Regions from separate parts of the Sus scrofa genome. Here region 2 is linked to region 1. A link is a contact called in public HiChIP or PLAC-seq data. All regions are on one chromosome and are shown on one strand. The core of a region is the stretch at or near the end of the contact, and the rest is flanking DNA. Distances in the headings are between cores, read along the strand shown. Region 1 overlaps ANKFY1 (rabankyrin-5). Region 2 holds the start of UBE2G1 (ubiquitin-conjugating enzyme E2 G1).

The links. HiChIP or PLAC-seq counts read pairs in DNA pulled down with a chosen protein or histone mark.
Region 2: an H3K27ac HiChIP or PLAC-seq map of skeletal muscle shows a contact between it and region 1, with 14 times the contacts expected there. The contact joins the promoter of UBE2G1 here to the enhancer-like site in region 1. A contact is called at or near these places in 2 of 5 promoter capture datasets (fetal skeletal muscle and liver), 30 of 47 Hi-C or Micro-C datasets (adipose tissue, alveolar macrophages, blood and 15 more) and 2 of 2 datasets of contacts at active chromatin or transcription factors (alveolar macrophages and skeletal muscle).

Annotation. Positions count from the first base shown.
Region 1 is chr12:50,219,298-50,222,463 of Sscrofa11.1, forward strand. All of the region lies in intron 3 of ANKFY1 (rabankyrin-5), which reads right to left. Among named protein-coding and RNA genes, the nearest start is that of ANKFY1, 31 kb to the right of the region's middle. Within about 2 kb of position 1,669, at least 16 of the 83 cell types and tissues checked have an H3K27ac peak or open chromatin away from gene starts, as enhancers often do. A contact at or near this core is called in alveolar macrophages, embryonic fibroblasts, fetal skeletal muscle and 3 more, where this site is marked.
Region 2 is chr12:50,367,042-50,369,911 of Sscrofa11.1, forward strand. It overlaps UBE2G1 (ubiquitin-conjugating enzyme E2 G1), which reads right to left and starts at 1,580. Exons shown (of 6, transcript XR_002337327.1): 1 at 1,448-1,580.

The DNA.
Region 1 (3,166 bases), core at 419-2,918:
GTTAAGGATCCGGCATTGCCATGAGCTGTGGTGTAGGTCGCAGACATGGCTCAGATCCTGAGTTGCTGTGGCTCTGGCATAGGCTGGCAGCTACAGCTCCAATTCGACCCCTAGCCTGGGAACCTCCATATGCCGTAGGCGCAGCCCTAAAAAGCAAAAACAAAATAAAGAAAATGTTCGTTATTCCACGTGGTGATGGCTTCACAGTTACGTCAAAACTAATCAAACTGTACACTTTTACTGTGGGCAATTTATTTCACTTCCTTTATATCTCAATAAAGTCAGAAGAAAAAGAAACCAAAAGTGAGAGGCAGCACAGCCTTGTGGTTAATGACATGGATTCTGCAGCTCAAATAACTGGGGTCAAACCCCAGCTTGGACCATTACTATTGTGTGACCTTGAGGGAGTTATTTAATATTGCTTCACAATTTCCTCATCTATAAGAGTATTATTCTAAAAGCATTAAAGATAATACTCCTCAAAGTATTATTGTAAAGATATATGCATTAATACCTGCTGCACCAAATAGTAATTGCTATATAAAAATTTGCTATGATTATTTTTTTTCCTTTTTCTTTGTTTTTTCTAGGGCTGCACCCACGACATACTGAAGTTTCCAGGCTAAGGGCTGAACTGGAGCTGCAGCTGCCAGCCTACACCACAACTCACAGCAATGCCAGATCCTTAACCCACTTAGCAAGGGCAGGGATGAAACCCACAACCTCATGGATACTAGTCAGGTTCCTTACCACTGAGCCACAATGAGAATTCCTACGATTATTATTAAGGCAGACTATTTTATTTTTTATTTTTATTTTTAGTTTGTTTTTTTGCCTTTTCTAGGGCTGTTCCCTCGGCATATGGAGGTTCCCAGGCTAGGGGTCAAATTGGAGCTACAGCTGCCAGCCTACACCACAGCCACAGCAACACCAGATCCAAGCCACATCTGCGACCTACACCACAGCTCACAGCAATACTGGATCCTTAACCCACTGAGCAAGGGCAGAGACCGAACCCGCAACCTAATGGTTCCTAGTCGGATTCGGTAACCACTGAGCCACGATGGGAACTCCAAGGCAGACTATTTTAACCAACACACAGACAATTCAAGAATAACCAAAGATTAGAGAAAAACACAAAAGTCATGTTAGGATCGAGTAAGGAGACATGACCACAGATAAAATAGATTCCGTGAAGCTCTAAGAGAATCTCTGGGAGAGGGTCTCAGCTGTTAGCAAGAGGCCGCAAAGGCTGTTTGAGAGTCCTCATGACACAGCAGCCAACTTCTTCCAAAGCGAGCAATCCGAAACACAGCCAGGAAGAAGGCACACGCCTAAGAAAGAACCTCTCTGAAGTATCACTTCTACCACCAGCTCAGTCCGCCTACACTCCAGAGAAGAATTCCCCACCTTTTGAAGGGAAGAATAGCAAATAATTTAGGGACACATTTAAAACTACCAAGGATATCATCAAAATACTGAAAATGAACAATCTTGAGCTAGTAGTTCCCATGGTATCCAACAGATATCGCCTTGTTTCTCTTGAAAATGTAAAACATCACTGGCCTTGAGGGTTTGCGGTAGCACCTTAGGGTGCCTGAGCCCGCAGTCTGAGCACCTGCCCCTTCAACTGCACAGTGCCACCTCCCAGGTCTGTGCGTTCATGAGCAGTTTCCCCACCTGGACGGCAAAGAGCAAAGCAGGATGCTGCCCGTTCCTCGGAACGGCTCGACAGGACCCAGAACACATTCCAGGAAAGCTGAATGACTCACCATAAACTCTTATGCCAGAGAACCATAAGACCTTTGCTGGAGAAAGCATGCAAGAAACTCTAGCTTCAAAACAGCCTTCTACCGCCCTGGAACCTCGCACAGGGTCAGCTGCTAGGCTCAAGTGCTACAGAGGCTATAAACCAATCACTGAGCCTGAAGCAAACTGCTTTACTTCACTGAGACTGAAATATCTGCTTTCCTCCAAAGCTCATGATTTGTTATACTGTGTTGAGCTAACGGTTACAGTCTTCTCTTCCCGAGTGAACAGTCAGCATCTTTATAAACATATCTTTATATGTAAAATAATCAATAAAAAGCAAATTTATATTTTTCCCCCTCTCTTTGGTCTTTTTTTAGGGCCACACCCACAGTCCAATTGGAGCTGTAGCTGCCAGCCTACGCCAGAGTCACAGCAACACGGGATCCGAGCCCTGTCTGCGACCTACACCACAGCTCATGGCAACACCGGATCCTTAACCCACTGAGCAAGGCCCGGGATCGACCTGTGTACTCATGGATGCTAGTCAGATTCATTTCCACCAAGTCACAACAGGAACTCCAAATTTATATCTTTTTATCTTTCTTGAAACAATTTAAGATTTACAGAGCAGGTGCAGACAAGAGTTCCCATACATCCTTTACCCACCTTCCCCTAATATTAGCACAATCATAGTACGATTATTAAAACCAGGTGATTAGGAGCTCCATTGTGGCTCACTTAATCTGTGGAATGTTCCTCAATTTGGGTTAGACTGATGCTTTCTTATAATTAGACTAAGGTTATGCATTTACGGCAAGAATCCTAGAGAAGTGACTGTGTTTTTGTCATTGCATCAGGCACAAAACATTTTTTTTTTTTAATAGGGCTGCACCTGTAGCATACTACCCCTAGTTAGGTTCCCAAACTAGGGGTAGAATCGGAGCTGCAGCTGCTGGCCTATGCCACAGCCACAGCAACACCAGATCCTTAACCCAGGGAGCAGGGCCAGGGATGGAACCCAAGTCCTCATAGATACCAGCTGGGTTTCGTTACCACTGAGCCACAACAGGAACTCCAAAACATTTTACCTTTTTGAACAAGGTATGATTTAAGAAAATTTCCATGTTCAAATACACTTTAAACACTTGCTATATAATACCATCACTGACGTGCTAAAATTCTCATAATTAACAGAATTAAAGATTTGCTTGTTTTGAATTTTAAGCAATGTCAATTACACAAGATCTTCAAAAGAAAGTGTGAAGCTTAGGCTGTCAATCTCTCCTAGGAATTTAGTTTTGTTCACTACTATCCCCCTAGTACCTGAAAAGTGTCTGGCACTCAGCATCTGTGATACTAATGGAGTAATTCTGAAGAAACAAAACACCAAATAAATTCACAAAATGGCTTTATC
Region 2 (2,870 bases), core at 330-2,829, 150 kb after region 1:
CTAGATCCTTCCACTTCAGGCCATGTTTCTTCCAGTGATTCTCACCCTCTCTCTCCCAGAGTTCTCAGTCTCAAATGAAAACTCTCATGTAGCAGCAAAGAACTCATTATCAGTACCTTAGTCTCTCTAAAAGAGTTTGCTGATAAATTTGAATTTCAGATAATGAATAATTTTTCAGTACAAGTATATCCCAAATATTGCATGGGACCTACTTATATACTTTAAAAAAAAAAAGGTCTTATTTGAAATTCTACTTTAACTAGGCATCTTTTAAAAAAATTGGCTAAATCTGGCAACACTGTCAGTTTTCCCTCAGCAGGTGGAGACACCACTGCCTGATGTCTCACGGGCCCTGCTCCTCTATTTATTTAGTTAACGTTTTGGCCTTGCTAGGGGCGAGGGTAAGTTCCTAGGTCAGGGCTGGAACCCAAACCACAGTAGTCATCTGTCAACCTGCTGCAGTGACAAAGCCAGTATCCTAACCCACGGAGCCACAAGGGAACTCCAGGCTCTGATCCTTTAGAGCTGGGAGGGGGGGCTTTACCTCCATTCACTAAGCAGACGAATCACAGGACAAAACTCTGAAGAGGGCGTTCAGTCCCCTTAGGGTGAGAAAACTAAGGCTCAAAGAAGTGAAATGACCTGCCTAAGATCAGACAGTAAATCAGGCGCAGAGGAAGAATCGCAGCCCTGGCCCTGCGGACTCCCAAGTTCAAGCTCTCTGCCCTCCCTACTCGGTCTGGCAAACCACCCCCACTCCAAGGGGCAAGGCCTAAGGGTGGGCTTCCACCCGGCAATTCTCACTGGAGGAAAAAAGGCCGGCGCCGCGGAGGCCCCCAGGCGCGGAACCGACAGGATTTGGTGCTAGAATATTCCAAGTGATTTTGAAACCAAGCGCCTCTTAGTAATAACAAAACCAACCCAGGTCATTTGCATAGCTCTCGGCAGTTGACAAAGGGTGTCCCCGGCAGTCGATTAGAATAATAAAGAAAGCAGATGGAAGAGAAAATGCCTGCAGGACCCCTGGGCAGGCCCGGGGACTTTTCCTGCGCTCAATCCGGGTGTGGCGGGGGGAGGGGACGGGAAGAGAGGGCAGAGGGGGTCTTTCTCTCGGCTGACTTCCAGGAATTCCGGCGTTAGGGACCTAGACCCCCACCCCACCCCCGCTCCCCGCCCGCCTACGGCTCGGGAGGCAGATCTGGGCAGGGCTTAGAGCCCGGGTAGCGGCGCCGCTCCGGTGGGTGTGAACTAGTGGGGGCATCATTTCCTGACACTTCCAGGTGGGCCGGGGCCCCTGCCTGTGCCCAGCCAGCCCCAAGGTGACTTCCAAGGAAGGACAAGGTGGGTCAGGGAAGGCTGGCGGGGAGGGGCTTGTAACCTCTGCATAGGGGAGAGAATGGGGGTGGAAGGGAGAGTTGGGGGGAAATGTGGTCAAAATGAGACTTACCTAAGTTAAACCTTGTTTTCCTCTTGAGTCACAGGATCCTCTCGGATCCTTTACTGTAAGTTCTCACCTGCAGTTAGCAGAGACTGCTCAATACTTGAGTTTTGAGTCTTCTTTTTTTTCGTGCCACGTGCTGCTGGTGGGGGAGGGGTTGGAGTGGGGGTGGGGTTAGAGGTGGGAGGGGCCGCTTCAGGCCACCTGGGGCTCTTAGGGCGTGTCAAGGACCTTCGGGTATCTTTCTACGTAGCTGGAAAGAAGGAATGGAGGAGAGAGGACAGAGATAGAGAGGGCGGCAGGCAGGAAGGACGATGGAAAGATGGATGTGAATATGGATAATCTGTTCTGATGACTTTCTTTTTCTCCTTTAAGCTGCTGTGTCCAAAGTGTAGTCTCGTTAAGCTGATTCGAAGTGGGGAGGAGGACATGCTGATGTGACCCCAAGTTTACCTTTTTTTTTTTGTCTTTTTGTTTTTTTAGGGCCGTACCCAGTGCATATGGAGGTTCCCAGGTTAGGGGTCAAATCAGAGCTGCAGCTGCTGGCCTACACCACAGCCATGGCAATGCAGGATCCTTAACCCACTGAGCGAGGCCAGGGATCAAACCCGTGTCCTCATGGATGCTAATCGGTCGGCTAACTGCTGAGCCACGATGGGAACTCCCCAAGAGTACGTTTTATCCTGCAAAGGGAAATGCTTTGAAAAAAAATCCAGGAGTTCCCGTCGTGGCGCAGTGGTTAACGAATCCGACTAGGAACCATGAGGTTGCGGGTTCGATCCCTGCCCTTGCTCAGTGGGTTAACGGTCCGGCGTTGCCGTGAGCTGTGGTGTAGGTTGCAGACGCGGTTCGGATCATGCGTTGCTGTGGCTCTGGCGTAGGCTGGTGGCTACAGCTCCGATTGGACCCCTAGCCTGGGAACCTCCATATGCCGCGGGAGCGGCCCAAGAAATAGCAAAAAGACAAAAAAAAAAAAAAAAAAATGAAAAAAATCCAGTGGAAAGAACTGGGTAGAAAAAAAATTTTTGATATGAAAAAATTACTATATAACGATCATCAAACTGGATTTTAAAAAATCTGGAAAAGAAGTTCCAGTTGTGGCACAGTGGAAATGAATCTGACTAGAAACCATGAGGTTGTGGGTTCCATCCCTGGCCTTGCTCAGTGGGTTAAGAATCCAGCATTGGGAGTTCCCGTCATGGTGCAGTGGTTAACGAATCCGACTAGGAACCATGAGGTTGCGGGTTCGATCCCTGGCCTTGCTCAGTGGGTTAAGGATCCGGCGTTGCCATGAGCTGGGGCTTGGATCCCGAGTTGCTGTGGCTGTGGTGTAGGCCGATGGCTACAGCTCCGATTCAACCCCTAGCCTGAGAACCTCCATGTGCCACAGGAGCGGCCCTTGAAAAGGCAAAAAGACAGAAAAAAAAAAAAA